Regions from separate parts of the Sus scrofa genome. Here region 1 is linked to region 2. Evidence: chromatin contacts called from public Hi-C data. All regions are on one chromosome and are shown on one strand. The core of a region is the stretch at or near the end of the contact, and the rest is flanking DNA. Distances in the headings are between cores, read along the strand shown.

Region 1 (4,488 bases), core at 1,927-4,426, 230 kb before region 2:
GTCAGGGCGCAGCAGAAATGAATGTGACTAGCATCCATGAGGACGCAGGTTTAATCCCTGCCCTCGCTCAGTGGGTTAAGGATCTGGCACTGCCGTGAGCTGTGGTGTAGGTTGAAGATGTGGCTCCGACCCTGTGTGGCTGTGGCTGTGCCTGTGGCCGGCAGCTGCAGGTCCGATTCAACCCCTGGCCTGGGAACCTCCAGATGCTGCAGGTGTGGCCCTAAAAAGACAAAACAAAAAACAAAAAAACAAAAAAACATTCCTATCACTCAGGAGAGTCCAGGGATTTTAGGAGCTCTGTGCACAAAGATCCAGTATATTTCTTAATGTCACAGTGGTCCATGTTTTCTTTTGGTCTTTTTTTTAGGGTCACACCCACAACATGTGGAAGTTCCCAGGCTAGGACTCGATTTGGAACTACAGCTGCTGGCCTATGCTACAGCCACAGCAGTGCAGGATCTGAGCCACCTCTGCAACCTACACCACAGCTCACGGCAACGCCGGATCCTTAACACATTGAGTGAGGCCAGGGATCGAACTCGAATTCCCATGGATATTAGTCGTGTTTGTTACTATTGAGCCTCGGTGGGAACGCCTGGTTCATATTTTGCGTTTATCTATCTATGCCAGAGCCTGGGTCAAGGGCTTGTGGTACAGTGAACACTGAGAGGGACAAGAACGATATGGTTCCCATGATCATCGAGCTTGAAGTTTAGTGGGGAAAACAGATAACTAAATAGGCAATTACAATGCCACTTTCCCTGGCCTGGGAACTTGTGCATGTCACGGGTGCAGCCGAAATAAATAAATAAATGCGTTGAAGACGAAAAAGAGGTTTGGGAGTTCCCGTCGTGGCACAGCAGAAACGAATCTGACTGGGACCCATGAGGTTGTGGGTTCGATCCCTGGCCTCGCTCAGTGGGTTCAGGATCCGGCATTGCTGTGAGCTGTGGGGTAGGTCGAAGCCAAGGCTCGGATCCCTCGTTGCAGTGGCTCTGGTGTAGGCCAGCAGCAATAGCTCCGATTAGACCCCTAGCCTGGGAACCTCCACATGCTGTGGATGTGGCCTTAAAAAGACAACAAACAAACAAACAAAAACTCAACACCAACAAAACAACCCAATTCAAAAAGGGACAGAGAACTTGACAGAGTTCCCGTTATGACTTAGCGATAATGAACCTCACTACTATCCATGAGGATGTGGATTTGTTCTCTGGCCTGTCTCAGTGGGTTAAGGATCCAGCGTTGCCGTGAGCTTCAGTGTAGGTTGCTGACGCAGCTTGGATCTGTGGCTGTGGTGTAGGCTAGGAGCTACAGCTCTGAATTGACTCCTGGCCTGGGAACTTCCATCTACCACAGATGTGGCCCTAAGAAGAAAAAAAGAATGGACAAAGGACTTGAATAGACATTTCTCTAAAGAAGATATACACATGGCCAATAAGCACATGAAAAGATGCTCAACATCACTAATCATTAAGGCAACCCAAATCAAACCTTGAGATACCACCTCATTACAATATCAGTATCAGAAAACAAACAAACAAACAAAAACAGAAAACAGCAGGTGTTGGCGGGCATGTAGAGAAATTGTTAGACCTGTGCATTGAGAGCAGGAATGTGAAATGGTGCAGCCACTATGGAAAACAGTGTATTGGTTCCTCAAAAAAAAAAGAAAAAATTTAAAGAAAAATAAACCATATGAGCCAGAAATTTTACTTCTGAAATTCTGAAGTAAAATTTCAGAATTCTGAAGTTCTGAATTTCAATTCTTCCAAAGAATTGAAAGCAAGTTTATAAAAGATATTTGTAGATCCATGTTTAGCTATTTACAAATGTGGGAATGGGAGTTCCCATCGTGGCGCAGTGGTTAACGAATCCGACTAGGAACCATAAGGTTGTGGCCTTGCTCAGTGGGTCGAGGATCCGGCATTGCCGAGAGCTGTGATGTAGGTTGCAGATGCGGCTCGGATCCCAAGTTGCTGTGGCTGTTGCGTAGGCTGGTGGCTACGGTTCCGATTCGACTCCTAGCCTGGGAATCTCCATATGCCGCAAAAGCGACCCTGGAAAAGGCAAAAAGATAAAAAAAAAAAAAAAAGAATGTGGGAATGATGTTTGGGGACAGGAAAATATTCTGGAATTAGTGGTAATGAATGTGCATCTTTGCAAATATACAAGAATTGTACATTTTTAAACAGTGAACTTAGCTCCCGTGGCCGTGCAAGGGGTTAGGGATCTGGGGATCTGGTGTTGTCTTTGTGGCAGCTCAGGTTCAATCCCCAGCCTAGCTCAGTCCGTTAAGGATCCGATGTTGCTGCAGCTGTGGCATAGGTTGCAGCTTTGCCTCGAATTTGATCCCTGGCCTGGGAACCTCTATATGTTGTGGGTGATGCCAAAATAATAATAATAATAATAAATAAGGAACTTAGGTGAATTACATCTCAATTTTTAAAACAAACAAACAAAAAAACCCTCACTTGGAAGTTCTTGTTAAAATGCAGATTCTGAATCAGTAGGTCTGGGGCTGTCCTTGTGATTCTGCATTTCTTTTTTTCGTTTTCTTTTTTTCTTTTTGTCTTTTTAGGGCCTCACCTGCAGCATATGGAGGTTCCCAGGCTAGGGGTCGAATCAGGGCTGTAGCCACTGACCTAGGCTACAGCCACAGCAACGCCGGATCCGAGCCTTGTCTTCGACCTACACCATAGCTCGTGGCAATGTCGAATCCTTAACCCACTGAGCGAGGCCAGGGATCGAACCCCCAACCTCGTGGTTTCTGGTTGGATTTGTTTCCGCTGCACCATGACAGGAACTCGGACAAAGACATTTTAATAAAACTTATAGAGAATCATGATGGTCCCTGATTTAGGGGATTCCTAGAGGGGGTCTCAGTCAGCAAAGTATTCACAAAGCTTTCATAGTCCTTATGACCTAGCACCATATCAACCCAGTACAAGAACCCAGGTGGCTGAAGGAGAATTGAGTTTGAATTTCCTAGGCCTCCTTGAGCCGGGTTTCTACCTTGTAATGATTAATTTCGTGTATCAACTCGACTGGGCCACTGGGGTGCTCAGATAATTGGTCAAACATGCTTCTGGGTGTGTCTGTGCTGGTGTCTCTGGATGAGACCACCTGACTGCCTTCCAGCTGGGACATCAGTCTTCTGTCTTTGGATTGGGACTTGGCCTGGAACCCACGGCATTGGTCCTCCTGGTGCCCAGGGCTCTGGACTCAGACTAAAACGACATCACCCCTCGGGGGCTCTCCTGGGTCTCCATCCTCGTGACTACGGATCTGGCCTTCTTCAGCCTCTATCTCTATATGTGAGCCAATTCCTTATCGTGTTCACTCTTACGTATGTATCAGATATATCTTGCTGTTTCTGTTGCTGTGGAGAAGCTTCACTAATGCATTCCAGGAGGAGATAATCCAGCTTGCTATTAGTTCATCCTGGTTATGATAAAATTCTGAAATGTTTTTCTTTTGCTTTTTAGGGCCACACCCGCGGCATCTGGAAGTTCCCAGGCTAGGGGTCAGGTTGGAGCTACAGCTGCCGGCTTACACCACAGCCACAGCAATGCCAGATCTGAGCCGCATCTGCGACTTACCACCACAGCTCATGGCAACTCCAGATCCTGAACTGACTGAGTGAGGCCAGGAATCGAACCCATAACCTCATGGTTCCCAGTTGGATTTGTTTCCACTGCACCATGGTGGGAACTCCCTGGACATTTTGTATAAATGAAGTCATACAATATGTGTCTGGCCTCTTTCACTTAGCCTGATGTTTTTGAGATTTATCTATGATGTAGCAGATATTGGGACTTCATTTCTTTTTTAAAAAAATAATCAGCGCTTTGTTTTATTTTATTCATATTTTTAAAAATTCAATAAATAAATGAATGAATCCTTTTTTGGCCATGCCCATGGTATGCAGAAGTTTCTGGGCCAGGGATCGAACTTGAGCCACCAGCCATAATAATGATGAATCCTTAACCACTAGGCCACCAGGGAACTCCTTTTTATGGAGTTCATTCCTTTTTATGGCTGAATAATATTCCACTGTAAGGACAGACCACATTTCGTTTATCCCTTCATTCATTAACGGTCTTTTGGTGATTGTGAACCAGTAGAATATTTTTTGGTCCACTCCTTTCCCAGAGGCCTAGAAGGGAGGAATAAAGGGTGGACCAGATGGTACTCATTTTCATCCCTTGGGGTAGATAACGGGTATCACTAAAAGGCTTGCAGATCTGAAATCAAAAGAATAAATGACTTAGAGAGGCAATAACCAGTGGAAGCCATTGTTAGGGAGAAAGGGAGGGGCCTGCCAGGGGAAAATCTTTCTATTTTCTACCTTTTGAACTTGAAAAAGTGAATCTTGCCGGCCAGAGAGACATCTTTATACGTTCGGAGGAAAGAGGCTATTTATCTTCAGATAGCCCAGGCAAGGTGATGCATTAAGATGTTGGCAGATTCCCAGTAAATCACAAG
Region 2 (4,241 bases), core at 1,409-3,908:
TGCAGCTCTGATTCGACCCCTAGCCTGGGAACTTCCATATGCCGTGGGTGCAGCTCTTCAAAAAAAAAATGTTAACATACCCTCACACCATGCACAAAAATAAACTCAAAAATGGCTGAAAGACTTAAATATACGACAGGACACCATCAAACTCCTAGAAGAAAACATGCGCAAAACACTCTCTGACATCAACATCATGAATATTTTCTCAGGTCAGTCTCCCAAAGCAACAGAAATTAGAGCAAAAATAAACCCATGGGACCTCATCAAACTGAAAAGCTTTTGCACAGCAAAGGAAACCAAAAAGAAAACAAAAAGACAACTTACAGAATGGGAGAAAATAGTTTCAAATGATGCAACCGACAAGGGCTTAATCTCTAGAATATATAAACAACTCATACAACCCAACAGTAAAAAAGCCAATCAATCAATGGAAAAATGGGCAAAAGACTTGAATAGACATTTCTCCAAAGAAGATATACAGATGGCCAGCAAACACATGAAAAAATGCTCAACATCACTGGTTATAAGAGAAATGCAAATCAAAACTACCATGAGATACCACCTCACACCAATCAGAATGGCCATCATTAATAAATCCACAAATAACAAGTGCTGGAGGGGCTGTGGAGAAAAGGGAACCCTCCTGCACTGTTGGTGGGAATGTAAACTGGTACAGCCACTATGGAGAACAGTTTGGAGATACCTTAGAAATCTATACATAGAACTTCCATATGACTCCGCAATCCCACTCTTGGGCATCTATCCGGACAAAACTCTTCTTAAAAGAGACACATGCACCAGCATGTTCACTGCAGCACTATTCACAATAGCCAGGACATGGAAACAACCCAAATGTCCATCGACAGATGACTGGATTCGGAAGATGTGGTATATATACACAATAGAATACTACTCAGCCATAAAAAAGAATGACATAATGCTATTTGCAGCAACATGGATGGAACTAGAGAATCTCATCCTGAGTGAAATGAGCCAGAAAGACAAAGACAAATACCATATGATATCACTTATAACTGGAATCTAATATCCAGCACAAATGAATATCTCCTCAGAAAAGAAAATCATGGACTTGGAGAAAAGACTTGTGGCTGCCTGATGGGAGGGGGAGAGAGTGGGAGGGATCGGGAGCTTGGGCTTATCAGACACAACTTAGAATAGATTTACAAGGAGATCCTGCTGAATAGCATTGAGAACTTTGTCTAGATACTCATGTTGCAACAGAACTAAGGGTGGGGAAAAAAAATGTAATTGTAATGTATACAGGTAAGGATAACCTGACCCCCTTGCTGTACAGTGGGAAAATAAAAAAATTTTTTAAAAATAAAAAATAAAATAAAATAGGAAGAGTTAAATACAAAAAAAAAAAAAAAAAAAAGTTTATCACAACCGAAAAGGCTCTTATAGAAATACCCAGAATAGGAGTTCCCTTCATGGCTCAGTGGTCGACCAACCCCCCTAGGATTCATGAGGATATGGCTTCGATCCCTGGCCTTGCTCAGTGGGTTAAGAATCTGGCGTTGCCATGAGCTGTGGTGTAGGTCGAAGATGAGACCCAGATCTGGTGTTGCTGTGGCTGTGGTGTAGGCCAGCAGCTGTAGCTGGGATTGGAACCCTAGCCTGGGAACTTCCATATGCCGGGGGGTAGAGCCCTAAAAAAAGCAGAAAAAAAAAAAAGAAAAACAACAAAAAAAATCTCAGAAAAACCAAAACACAGCAGCAATGAATAAAAAACAATTCAAAGGAAGGTGCGGAGACATGACGAGGGGTTAACAGTTTGCCAGGCGTTGGGCTGCAGATGAGCAAGAGGACGGAAAAGCGCTCACACAAGGTTGCCCACTTGATACTTTTGATCCAAAAGCTTCTAGGTACATTCAATTGAGATCAGAAGGATGGTTTGTCATCAATTATAAATTACTTTTGTTCCATTCTCCGAGTCCACATGATTTTTTAGCGTAGTTTATCAAACACTGGCCTTGGGCCTGCTAAACCAGGCGTGGGGAAAGCTTGACTTTGAGCAGCTTGCGCCAGGCTGGAGATGGTAGGAAGCAGATAAGGATAGCCTCCAATGCCAATGCAAGAAGCTGAGGCCTGGGGGTTGGGAGAGGCGGCGGGGGCGGGAAGGGTGGGGTAGGGGGTCGACTTCGCCTAAGAGATGGCAGTTTGGAAGGGCAGACAGCCTTCATCAGGCAAAGCGCTGAGCACGTGGACTGGAGGAAGGCACGTGTCCAGGGGGCAGCACGAACCAAGGAATGAACCTTCTCGTGGGGCCCCTGGGACGTTGCATGACGCTTGAAGCCGGTTTCATCGTGTGATCCCAACAGACGGAGACGAATCGACCCCCACTGTTTTCCTCTCTCCCTTTCCTGAAGAAGAAATTGCGTCCTTCCCGATAAGTACTCTCAAGTCAGGGAGCCAGCGCGGACTGGAGCAGCTCGGTGAGCCCGCCGCAACTCGCAGTGTGTGAACCTGACATTCCACTCCGGTCCGACGGCGGGACCGCGGAGATCAGGAGGCCGGGTTACCACCACAATGACCTGGCCTTGACCGCCAGGCGTGTCCCGCTGACGTCCTGCAGTGACGGGCGGGGCGGGCGGCTGGCCGCGGACTCGGAAGGCCGGGGCGAGGGTGCCCTCTGGTGGCCGCGGGGAAGCCTGCGCCCTTCCCCGCCCTTGGCGCGCTCAGCCACAGATCTTCTACATGATCCTGATCAAAGGCCCGGTGGGGTTCAGTCACAGCCCTGCAGGGCTGCCATTTCGGGAGCAGGAGTGGGAGGAGACATGTCCCCAAAGGCAAGAGGAGCCTTTTTAACCTTTGATAACATATTCAGTAGAAAAGTGCTTGGTGCTCCTGCAGAGGCAAAGAACGATTTTGAGGAAAGGGATCTTTTGTTCCTGGCAGCTGGGAAAGGTCAGGCTTTCTTCTCAGAGCAGCGGGATCAAAAGGCCTTAAGGAAGCCCAAGGTTTTTATCATATAGGTTTTTATCATATTGTCAGAGAAGTTCGGGATCTGCAGACAGGTGGGTTAAGGACCCCAAGGGGTCCCGCCTCTGAAATTCCTTAGAGACTGTCTTCAGGGGTGGTCTCTAAAGCATCAAAGGTCCCCAGATTCTGTGTTAATAACCCAAATGCCCACTGATGAAGGACAAGAAGATCTAAGAGGCTGTGCTGCCAAATGGTCAAGTTCAAGCCTCTCCAGGACTTAGTGTTTCCTCCACTGCGAAGCCCACACAAGGACCGCAGCGCCTGAGGGAGTGGTCGGAACCCAGTGCCAGCAGCTGTAAGGACAGTGCTCGGGGTGGTGGTGGAGCAGGGCTGCGCGGTCCTGGTGGCCCGGCTGTGAAAGAGCAGCCAGCCGGAGAGATGAGGTGGAGCTACAGGTACTGACTTGGAAAGATGGCCAATATCAGTCACAAAGTGAAAAATGTACGTTTCAGATCAAGAGGCACAAGATAGGAGTTCCCTGGTGGCTCAGCGGGTTAAGGATCCAGCCTTGTCACTGCAGTGGCTCAGGTCACATCAACCCCAAACCCAGCAGCTGAAAACAACCAATGTTTATCATCTAACATAGTTACAGAGAGTCAGGAAACCAGGTGTGACTCCACGGGGCACTTCTGGCTCTGGGTCTCTCAGGAGGTTGCAGTGAGGATGTTGGCTGCAGGCATGTCATCTGAAGGCTTGATGGGGGCTGAAGTAGTCACTTGCAAGACGTCACACACCATGACTGTTGTCAGGAGGCCTCAGTGCTTGGCCATGTGACCCTCTCCACAAAAGTTCACTGAGTGTGGGGTGTCTTCACCACATGGCAGCTGGTTTCCCCAGAGTGAGTGATTCTAGGAAGGAGGAGCTTACAAGGTCTTTATGACTTAGCAGCCTTGGGAGATGCACCCCATCATTTTCTGCCACATCGTTTATTACAAACAAGTCACTAAGGCCAGCCCACCCTCAAGGCAAGGAGAATTAAGCTCCACCAAACAGAGGAGTATCAAGGAATCTGGACATACTTTAAAACCATCATATCCTGGAGTTCTCGTCATGGCTCAGTGATAACAAACCCAACTAGTATCCATGAGGATGAAGGTTCGATCCCTGGCCTCGCTCAGTGGGTTAAGGATCTGGCATTGCTGTGGCTGTGGCTGGCAGCTCCAGCTCCAGTTTGACTCCTAGTCTGGGACTTCTATATGCTGTGGGTGCAGCCCTAAAAAAACAAAAACCCATCA

Evidence for each region. Hi-C and Micro-C count contacts between places; a contact is called where the count stands out from the background.
Region 1: a Hi-C map of omental adipose tissue shows a contact between it and region 2, with 1.9 times the contacts expected there. A contact is called at or near these places in 1 of 5 promoter capture datasets (liver), 28 of 47 Hi-C or Micro-C datasets (adipose tissue, alveolar macrophages, blood and 16 more) and 2 of 2 datasets of targeted methods (alveolar macrophages and skeletal muscle).

What each region holds. Positions count from the first base shown.
Region 1 is chr3:26,611,274-26,615,761 of Sscrofa11.1, reverse strand. No RefSeq gene overlaps it. Among named protein-coding and RNA genes, the nearest start is that of SMG1, 40 kb to the left of the region's middle.
Region 2 is chr3:26,381,203-26,385,443 of Sscrofa11.1, reverse strand. No RefSeq gene overlaps it. Among named protein-coding and RNA genes, the nearest start is that of COQ7, 17 kb to the right of the region's middle.